Linked DNA regions of Mus musculus: region 1 is linked to region 2. Evidence: chromatin contacts called from public HiChIP or PLAC-seq data. All regions are on one chromosome and are shown on one strand. Each heading gives the region's core, a stretch centred on a gene start, on an enhancer-like site or on the middle of the called end of the contact. The rest is flanking DNA. Distances are from core to core; before and after follow the strand shown.

Region 1 (5,327 bases), core at 125-2,624, 75 kb before region 2:
GCAAGTGGAAACGGATAGAATCTCAGGTGGGAGACAGATCCTCTCCACCACCTTCTCTGGAGGAGCATCCACAGTCAGCAGGCTAGCTCACCATCAGTGGTCTTCAACCTTCCTAATGCTTCGACCCTTTAATTCAGTTCCTTGTGTTGTGGAGACACACACACAAGCACGCACACACACACACACACACTATTTTCGTTTCTACTTTATAACAGTAATTTTGCAAATGTTGTGACTCATACTGTAAATATCTGATATGCTGACTCAAGTGGGTCTCGAGCCACAGGTTGGGAACCACTTCTCTAGACTCTCTTTCTTATCAGTCAGTTCGAGTGATACAATCAAGATGGTGGCTGCTTTGCCTGAGGACTTTATTCTACAATACCTCGCTATTGCAAAGTGCTCTGTTCCGCTGCTCTCTGCCTCTTGTCCTTAAAGCTCTAGAATCAAGCTTGTCAGCCCCAGCATCTGCCCTGAAGTCCTCACTACTGTATCTAACTGCTTTGTCAGCAATGAATGAAAAAGGAGGACATGGCTGCTCCTGGGTGTGATTGAGGGGAAAGGTTTTATTGTACATATGAGGGAGAGCACATATAAGTCCAAACTAAAACAGGGAGGGGAGGGGAGGGAGAGGGGAGGGAGAGGGGAGGGGTGAGGGGAGGGGAGGGGAGGGAAGGGAAGGGAAGGGAAGGGAAGGGGAGGGAAGGGAAGGGAAGGGGAGGGAAGGGAAGGGGAGGGAAGGGAAGGGGAGGGGAGGGAAGGGGAGGGGAGGGAAGGGAAGGGGAGGGAAGGGAAGGGAAGGGGAGGGAAGGGAAGGGAAGGGGAGGGAAGGGAAGATGACAGGGTATGCCAGCCAGGATGATTTTGTAACAGGTACTTGTGAGCAGGGAAAGACTGTCAGCCAGAGTCTGCTTTGATGTGTTCAATAGACACCTCAGTAGCCATTTGTCCCTGGTTTCCTTGAGATCAAACAATCCCCTCTTAGGGTCCCCGTCATCATGTCAGACTCTCTAACATCAACACAAGTCTGTCCCTCAGAGAACTTCTCCATCTCAGTGAGAGGCTGTCTCAGACCTCATGGTGACTGTCATCTCTTCCTCCTCTCTCTCACACCAGAAACCTTAGTCTGGAAGCAGACTTCCAGGTTTCCCCCTTTCCTACCAGGATCACCCTGGTAACCATGGCTACCCTGGTAACCATCACCACCCTGGTACAAGACTTTGTCACCCCTGGCCTTCTTCTTGCACTTGACTCCCAAGTGGATACCCTTCTTCCACGCATGCGTCACCAAAGCTATTCTCCAACTTAGTCATCAGACTGGTCCTTTCAAAAGCCAGATTATGTCACTCTCCTGATCAAAAGCCACAAATGGCTTGCTTTCTTACTCAGAGCTGAAGTAGAATTCCTTACAAGAATCTACAAGAGCCTTCCTGATCCACCCCACAACTTCGTCATTCTTTTCTCTTCTGCACACCCCCTCCCCCGCCCCCCCCCCCACACACACACACCAGTCGTGATGACTCAGTGCAACGAGCTTCCTTCTTACCCCAGGCGTGGCAAGCACACGCCTGTTCTCACTCACCGGGGTCCTCTCCTAGGTATCCTTGTAGCTCATAGACCTCTTCCAGGCCATCTCTTCCCAAGAGCTGGCTAAGGGCCCTCTTGCTCTATTTGTATGGAAATCACGAATAGGCAAGGGATTGCTTTTCCAGGGTTGGCAGTTCTTGAATACCAGAAGCTATGGACTTGACTTTTAAACCCAGTGACTAATCGCTCTCAGCCCTGAGAATTGAGGCCGATGGCTACACGGTTTAAAAACCAAAGACCTGTAGCTCTCTAGGTGCTCTGACCAAAGCATGCTTTGGGTTTCAAAGGCAGAGGCTTATGACTCTGGGCCCTGAGAATCAGAGACTTATTGCTTCGTGTTTTAAAACCCAGAGACCTAGTTCCCCCTGTTCAGATGAGAGGCTTATGACAAATAGGACTGCAGCTTGCAAATTTCAGGTGTTAGAACCGTTGATGCGAACGACGATCTCTCTCACCTTAAAGGGAGTAAGATAGTTCATTCTGGAGCCATTTTGAGTGACCATGGCCCAAGAACAAAGATTTAGGTTACCCCAAATCCCAGGTTCCATCATGAAGTTTTAGAGTTTTACAGAACAAAGAACGTCATAAATCAAGGCAAGTTTAAAACACACCGGTGGGTACATCAGAGAGAGATGCAACAAGCAAGGGGAAGCAAGCATGTCTATGGGTCCAAGACGCTATCTGATAACATCCTTAGCTGTTGGGTTGGTAGAAACTATCGGCTTGCTATGTTAAGAGATTCCAAAAGGGTTTTGTCCATTAGTCACACGACATTAGTTCTGACACAGGGGTGAGCAAGAAATGGCCATTTAGGAAGCCTGGAACCAGCTCCAAATAAGGTAATTAGCCTCTGGACCTGCAACACTCCAACCTCTCCAAGGTACTGTCATTCTAAACAATTGACTAGTCTCTACAGATACAGCTTCATTACAGGAATTCTCATTTTCAGACCCATCGTTCTGAACTCTTAGATGTTCCAGGGCCCTCTTGGGGGGGAGGGGGGCTTAAGTTGCTGCCTCTGGCGGATCTCTGGATCGCTTCTGATGCTTCTGCACCGTTTCTGGGTGTGTCTGGAGCAGAAAAAGAAAAGACAACTTAGGAGAAGCCTTTACTGGGGTCTGGTGTAGGAGCACAAGGTAGCAGGTAGAATACTGGAGAGACACCATGTGAGTTCACACCAAAACAGTGAAAAGCAACCAGCGTTTATAATCAGAAGAGGGATGTGGCATATTTACGAAGTCTCTAGTTTAACCAATCCCAAGTGTCACACATTTGCATACGGACCAATCACATATTGTGTTACTCAGGAGGCGCCCCCTCCCCCTTTTCTGAATGAGACTAGCTACTATAGGAGCTACTACGGGTCAGATAAGGTCAACTGGTGTTTATAGAAGCTTCTTTGGGGCAAAGCAGCATTTCCTAAGGGTGGTGTCTGAGGCACGTTCTGACTGAAGCAAGGCCCTCTTGACACACCAAAATGGCTTCTTGGTTCTCCCCAGTCAAGTCTTCCGGGAAAGACTGTATATACCATGGGCAAAGCAGCCAGGCCATCACTGTGATAATGCTACTGCCAAAGAAAGGACTTGCTGCGTAGAAAGCTTCGTAAAGCAGCTGGGTGTGAGTGAAGGGTCTGACAGCTGTCAATCAAAGGGCTTGACCTGGCTTTTAGAAGCTTAGTGTATTTGGAGGAAACCTAAACTCTAAAGGGTTCATACACTAAAAATCTCTATGATGTTAACATTCATACAGTATTTAATAATGCTTACAGTCTAGCCTCATGTCCTAAGGGAGAGTTGGGGTCCCCTGATCCTTCTCCCTCAGGGTCTCATCATACAGGGTATTATCGGCCATCCTCAATAGCTTACTAGACTCCCAGCCTCTACTATACTTCGATTGTATCTATATCCTTTCTTACCAGGAGATCTGCTTGTTTTCTACTTCCCTGACTTCCCTACTTCCAGATCTGATTCCTTTCTTATTTATGAATTGGGAATTCTAGTGAGACTTACAACAGCCTCTTTTGCAAAACAAACTGGAGCAATGAGTTGAAAAAGTTTACTGTCACAGGCTAGCTAGTCCCCTGAAGTGCGGGGGTGAGAACCTCAAAGCCCATACTCCAACTTAAAGCCTTCCCTTTCAGGAAGAGCTGAGGGAGCTCCTTGCATTGACTTAATCCCACTAGAGTGCCCAAATTCCAGCCTGTGTTCTCTGTCTGTCCTCTGCGGAGCCAACCATCAGCTCTTGGAGGTGACAAGGGCTCTGATCAACCCAGATCTTCTGTCTTCGGCCTCTGTAGGGAAACACATTGCACTGACTGAGAAAGCAAAATAACAAAACTTTGTCATTTAACCTCATACTTGTCAACAAATTAGGAAACCAACAGCTTTGGTTAACCCTAACCTCGGAATTTCAACAGTCATCTACCTCACTAGAGATCGCAGCAGCCGAGCTGGGGATGTGGCTCAGCCAATGCCATGTTTGCCTAGCATGCACAAAGTTTGACAGTTGCCTAAAACCCTAAGCGGTGGCACATGTCCCGCGTCCCTGTTACTCAGGAGGTGGAGGCAGGAAGATCAAAAGTCTAAGGCCATCCTCAGCTACCATTCAAAATCAAGGAGAGCATGAGCTACAGGGAGACCCTGTCTCCAAGACCAGAGGTGGGGGAGAGGGAGCAAGAGGGAAGCAGAAACCCCTTTCTCAAATAATTACAGAAGCCTTGAAGGTCCAGTCAAATGATGTGAAGAAATTAAAGGGGCCATGAACATAGGTCTATGTACAATGCTTGTCTGGTGTGTGCAAGAGACTGAGTTCTGTCAGAGCACCAGTGAACAAGACCAAAAAAAAAAATACAAAAGGAGTGAAATCTCCAGACTCTAGTCCCTTTAAAAGGAATACAGGACAGTGGTGACACACGACTTTAATCTCAACACTCAGAGACAGATGCAGGCGTATCTCTGTAAGTCTGAGGCCAGCCTGGACTACAAACGGAATTCTAGGATAGCCAGGGCTACACAAAGAAAACCAGTCTCAAAAAACAAACAAAAAAAATGAACACAATGAACATATAACTCAAATGCTATGAGGAATTGTAATAAATTATGGAGGAACTGATGCCAGGAAAGGCCGAGGCTTTGTGAAAACTGGGACACCATTTTTTGTTTGTTTGTTTGTTTGTTTTGTTTTTCGAGACAGGGTCTCTCTGTATAGCCCTGACTGTCCTGGAACTCACTTTGTAGACCAGGCTGGCCTTGAACTCAGAAATCTACCTGCCTCTGCCTCCCAAGTGCTGGGATTAAAGGCGTGAGTCACCACGCCCGGCAGGACACCATTTTTTAGGCTCTGATTTTTATTCCATCATTTCTAAGGTTGAAAACTTTGGCATTCTCATACCTCAGCAAATACTGAATGAGTTTTAGTATTCAAAACTAGCCTCAAGATGCCTTCAAAAATGCCTCTGACATCTAAATTAATAAAGTTACTTACTGCATTATAGCTCAAAAATAAAATTATATAACCATGGTATTCTTTATTTTCAGATTCCATACCCACAGAATAACTCTCTATATTTTGGCACGCAGCAGCTTGCAGAGTACATTCTATTGTTCAACACTAAGATTTGAGAGAGATGGGAATAGGGATATAACTAATAATTTAAAACCAACAACAGTCCCAGGCTTGTACAAAAGCTTTCTCCCTGGAGCTTAAACACTGGCTCTTTGCGTGAAATTTCCCTTGTCATA
Region 2 (5,572 bases), core at 55-2,554:
ACCACTGCAGTGTCAGGCTTGGACCACTGCAGTGTCAGGTTTGGACCACTGCATTGGCATGCTTGGACCACTGCAAGTGTCTTGCTTACTTCACCTCCACAGTGTTATCATTCTAAATGTATGTTTTAGCAGAAGTGCTCTTAGTTCACGACTGGAGACATGGGTTAGCAGTTCTGTGCAATTCTGAGAAGAAGAAAGACTACTACACACACACAGAGCTAGCCCCGTGTCCCCTGTGGTCATTACTTAACACAAATGAATTACACGGTGCCATGTGCAGAAGATAAAGGTGATACTGCCCTGAAAGTAATTAACCAGCACACAGACATAATCACAAAAGCAAGGGAGTGGCTACCACAGATAGGGGTACCCCAAGGAGTGGCAAGGGCGTTGTCTGGAAGGCAAACAAAGGAGGGGCTTCTGGGCTGGACCTGTTTCATTTCTTGATGGAGGGTGTTTGGTTGATAATTATTTCTTATACTGTGCACTTAGTTTTCTGTTTGTATATAAAGGCAAAAACAAAACAGTGACCTCCCTTCATTGAGGAAACAACACCTTGATAGGGACCTCAGTGTGAAGTACAATTGTCATCTTCCTTAGCTGATGTCTGCTGTCGCCATATGCTGTCCTTCTGGAAGGCGGATTTTTTTTTTCTTGAGGATCCATGACTACACTTCTCTGAATAGTTTAGTCTAAATGACATGAGAGCATATTTTTATTTTGTGTGTGTATATGTATATGTGTTCATGTTCATGTGTCTCCATATGTGCACATGTGTCAAAGCCAAGTCATCTTCATGAGTCATTCCTCACACGCATTCCACCATATTGTTGCTGTTTTCTAGCATTTATTTTATTTTTTTTATGTTTTGTTTTGTTTTTTGTTTTTGAGACAGGCTTCTCTGTATAATCCTGACTGTCCTGGAACTTGATCTATAGGCCATGCTAGCCTTGGATTCAGAGATCCATCTGCCTCTGCCTCTGTCCCCTATCCCAATTGCTGGGATTAAAAGCATACACCACCAATGCCCGGTGATTTTTAGTTATGTGGGCGTGTATCTCTGTGTGGGTATGTTCATATGTAGGTAGGTACCTAGAGAGACCAGGCTAGGGTGTCAGATAATCTCTAACTGAAGTTACAGTCAATTATGAGCCATCCCAGGTCAGTGCTCGGAACTGAACTTACATCATCTGCAAGAGAAGTACTTACTCAGAACCACTCAGCTGTCTCTCCAGCCCCATCCTGTTTTATGAGACCAAGTTTTTCATTGGCCTGTAGTTTACAGATTAGAGTAGGCTGGTTGGCCAGCAACCCCAGGGAATCTCTCTTTCTCTATCTCTTGGCACTGAGATTACAAGTATCAGCCAGGCAGCACATCTAGCCTTTTGTTTGTTTGTTTTTGTTTTTAGAGACAGGGTTTCTCTGTATAGTCCTGGCTGTCCTGGAACTCACGTTGGAGATCAGGCTGGCCTTGAACTCGGAGATCCAGCTCTCTGCCTCCCGAGAGCTGGGATCAAAGGCGTGCATCTCCACCATCACCCAAACCACATCTGGCTTTTTCATGTAGGTTCTGGGGATTTGAACCCAAGCCATCATACTTATGCAACATGCACTTAACCCACTGAGCTATTCCTCTAGCCCCTGGAAAATGTATTAATATAAGAGCACATTTGAGGTCTATTTTAAGTGTCTGCCAATTCTGGAGTCAGAATTCAAGGAGACCACAAAAGATGATAATGTTATCCAAGCAAACAGGACAAAGAAAGAGGGCACAGATGGGCTTATAACACCACAGGAGGAAAATACAAAAATTGTAAGGGCTCTTAAGAACTCTGTTCTTCTAACGGAGAGGGGGCATAGCAGCGCCTTGGGGTTCATGTAAAGGAGCCCCCACCCCAGTCCCATACTTGGCATCCGAGTGACTCATCCAGAAAGCTATCCACTGCGTGCAGCAAAGAGGAAATGAATCATAGGAGTTTCTGACCTTTGCCCTTGTCATTCTTCATGGCAGTGGGGGCTGGGAGGGGGAACCACCCACAGACCGGCTCACAGTGCTGGAGAAGAGGCAGGTCAAACAAGGCACACACAGAAATGATGCAAATGCATTGGCTGGGAGAGCTGGAGACTCGGGTCAGGAGAGACAAGCTCAGCAAATACAGACAGTCATTCTATGATACAGAGAGCAGAGCCTATGCGTTGGCACGGATGGCAGTTAGCAGTGCCCAGTGGTGTCTTGTGCAGTCATGTGAACTTCTCACACTCCTAGCCGGGGTGGGAATGGGGGCAGCACAGAGGAGAACCATGACCTTTGAATTCCCATCTTACATCTGGCATTTAGAGAATTTGCTTGGCTTGCTTAGAGGAAGTCCACTGAGCTCCCGCCAGTGTGCAAGTGGGAAGGCATCTGTGATTCAGAGATTCAAAAGATGGAATCCCAGAGCCTTGCCTCGGGAAAGGCAGTGAGCTTCCAGTACCAGGCTGGCGCATCAATGGCATCTCAAGAGGAATCGAACACGTGTAGGGGTGGTTGAAGTTTGAAATAAAAGCAGAATGGGGTCCTTCCCCGATGCTAATAGGAAAGCAAAATACAGTTCTCTCAAAGAACATAGACAGAGCCAAGAGTAAAAGGGCAGTGAAGGCCACAAGGCAGAGCTTTAAATTGCCATCTAACTGTGTGCTTCTCGATGCCTGCATTTGAATCTATTTGAGCTCAGTGTGTGGAGGTGAGAGTGTGCAACTTCTCTGCTCACACTTCAGCTTAGAAAATGGTTAGCTACGTGTCTGAAAAGTACTTCCTCGGGCCAAGGTAGGTTTTTAATGTAATCTCTCTCCTCATCTGGGTCTACAGATGGTAGCTCAGCTTGCTAGACTCATTATGAAAAGAAGACACGGTCCCTCAAAGCAGCACACTTCACTAGGAAAAAATACTCCTCATAATTACAGAAGTGGGAGTCGGGGGTGTTCATGAAACCTGCAGCTCGGTTCACGGCCTTCTGTGCTTGGTGCAGAGGCACTGTATAGTGGATGATGCTCTGACCATTTCTCAAAAAGGAAGCCTGGGATTGATCCTCGATGCATCCCTCTCTCCCATCCGAACTGCCCACTAAATACTTCCACATTCCTTCTCCTTGCTCCCCCCAACAGCAGTTGGCTTGCTTAAGTGACAAAGAGGAGACAGTTTGTTCCAGTCAGGCAGGCAGCGTCTATTGCTTCTTCGCCTTCAGCATTTATCACTGGTAATGGAAGTTCCTCAGGCTCCTGTCATGGTACAGAGTTGCAGCAACCAGGGAGCCTCAGGGGCTCCTAACTTCTCAGAGACTCGACTCAGGCAGACCCAAGACCCATGACTGTAATGCAGAAAAGAATCCAGGCCGGGTGGTGGTGGCGCACGCGTTTAATCCCAGCACTCAGGAGGCAGAGGCAGGTAGATTTCTGAGTTCGAGGCCAACCTGGTCTACAAAGTGAGTTCCAGGACAGCCAGAGCTACACAGAGAAACCCTGTCTCGAACCCCCCCCCCCAAAAAAAAATTAACAAAAAAACTTAATATGGACATCAAATACTAGGTCTAGAATGTTTTCAGCCTCTGAGACTTACTGCCAAATAAGCTCACACTTTCAAGGTTTTTTGTTGTTGTTGTTTTTTGTTTTTTCTGAACTCTGGCTAGCTGACCAACTCCTCTGTTCTGGCTCAAACTCCTCTCCAAACTGACTGATTCAAATTCTCTTAGCTTCTAACTTAATTGCTCATACTAACTTTGGCAATCTATTCTAATCTTTTGACTCCTTCTCACTCTCTGGCTCATTCTGTCTTCACCTGTGATTAGCTGTTCTCTCTTCAACCTATCTCTGTAGAACTTTCCAGGTAAAACTCTCCTCCCTTTCTCTGTCCTGCTTTCTCTTAAGTCACCTCTCTTCACTGTTTTTGTGAGAGTTGGGCATAGCCTATCTGTCAAATCTTTCTCTGATTCGTCACTTTGTCTGCCACTCAATTAGACAAATCACTTTCAAACATGGGTGCTTCCTTCTACAAACAACTTTACCTTCATTGTTTGGGATTAAAGGTGTGTGCTGTATTCCAGGTATGCTGTAAGGGTATGTCTGTATTCCAGCCATGCTGTGAGGGTGTGTCTGTATTCCAGGTATGCTGTAAGGGTATGTCTGTATTCCAGCCATGCTGTAAGGGTGTGTCTGTATTCCAGGTATGCTGTAAGGGTATGTCTGTATTCCAGCCAGAGTAGCCATGTAGCTGGGTTAAAATCCCTCTACACTACAGTGTTTCTCTAATAAGCACAAAGCCCTGAGCTCCATCCTCAACACTGCATAAACTGGGCATGGTGGCACACACCTGCAACACGTACTCGGGAGGTAGAGGCAGGAGGATTAGAAGTTCAAGGTCACCTTCTGCTACATATTGAGTTCGGGACAACTGGGATACATGAGACCCTGGCTCAAAAAAAAAAAAATGTTTCTAAGTAACTATTACCTATTTATTTCTTCTCAGACACCAGGTTTCCTGCTAAGTTGTTGTTGTTTTTTTTTAATAGGCATCAGTTCTTCTAATCTCACAGTAATCATATTAGAGAAATAATATTTTGATATTGCTCCTAATAGATGAACAATCATGAGTTAGCTTATATAACTTGCCACGAATCAGGCTAATTAGTGAAGAAACCAGAATTGAAGCCAGGGCTATTCACCTTCAAATTCCAAGCTTTTAACTACACACTGTGGGCCCCAGGGACTGGGTGCAGATCTGGCAGCCATGGGCTTGTATATTTGTTGTCACATCAATTCCTGTCCCTCTTCCTTGTGTCTGAGTACATAATAATCGTAGTAGACTGCAGATGGGAAAAATACAGAAGTCTTGTTCCCATGTGTCATCTCTACATCTTTTTATTTCTTTCCCTTGTATAAGAAAGAAGGGAAGCTACAGCAACAAACATTCTAGCAGCTTCTAGCCTATTTCCTTGCTCCCCGATATGGGAAATGTGACCTTTGAGAACAGATTGACTTTTCAAGCTTGACCAGTAAAAGCTCCAACCGAAACACCTCATCAAGCACACATTGAGAGGGGCCAATTGAATTCTGGGCCTCACTTACAATTCATCTTCTGACCTTCTGTTGTGAACTGTAGTCAAGACGATCATCCCATCTTCCGCCAGAATTTTAACAAACAATCCTCACAGTGGCCCCTTAAAGGCATTAGGGTTGTGACAATCACCCTAGCATTCCCAAGCATAAGCGCATGCTCCGCATCAGCGCATGCTCCTTAGAGCATGACGCTGTGCGGAACCTTTGGCGTTTCGGGATGCCTTGTATTCACATCTGAGCAGCTAAGGCTGGGCACTGCACATCTTTGCAAGGAGATTTACCCATATCACACATCAGAAAAGGGCCAATCACTGAGACATCAGGAAATAAAGAGTAGAGCTGGCCCTTCACCAGGCACTCAGGGGTGGGGGGTGGGGTGGGGAACATGCTAAAGAAATCCATAGTGATAGGCATAAAGAAGAGGCTACTGTCTGACCCAGAATTATGACAGAACCTGCACCAAGTGACTTGAACCCTATAG

Evidence for each region. HiChIP or PLAC-seq counts read pairs in DNA pulled down with a chosen protein or histone mark.
Region 1: a contact with region 2 is called in a FOXA1 HiChIP or PLAC-seq map of pancreatic cancer cells. The contact joins two enhancer-like sites. A contact is called at or near these places in 1 of 15 datasets of contacts at CTCF or cohesin (the NIH/3T3 cell line), 7 of 484 Hi-C or Micro-C datasets (the N1E-115 cell line, embryonic stem cells, epidermal suprabasal cells and 2 more) and 3 of 115 datasets of contacts at active chromatin or transcription factors (embryonic stem cells, microglia and pancreatic cancer cells).

The regions. Positions count from the first base shown.
Region 1 is chr10:111,616,093-111,621,419 of GRCm38.p6, reverse strand. No RefSeq gene overlaps it. Among named protein-coding and RNA genes, the nearest start is that of Gm40763, 18 kb to the left of the region's middle. Within about 2 kb of position 1,374, at least 68 of the 459 cell types and tissues checked have an H3K27ac peak or open chromatin away from gene starts, as enhancers often do. A contact at or near this core is called in the NIH/3T3 cell line and pancreatic cancer cells, where this site is marked.
Region 2 is chr10:111,540,578-111,546,149 of GRCm38.p6, reverse strand. No RefSeq gene overlaps it. Among named protein-coding and RNA genes, the nearest start is that of Gm30193, 30 kb to the left of the region's middle. Within about 2 kb of position 1,304, at least 144 of the 459 cell types and tissues checked have an H3K27ac peak or open chromatin away from gene starts, as enhancers often do. A contact at or near this core is called in the NIH/3T3 cell line and pancreatic cancer cells, where this site is marked.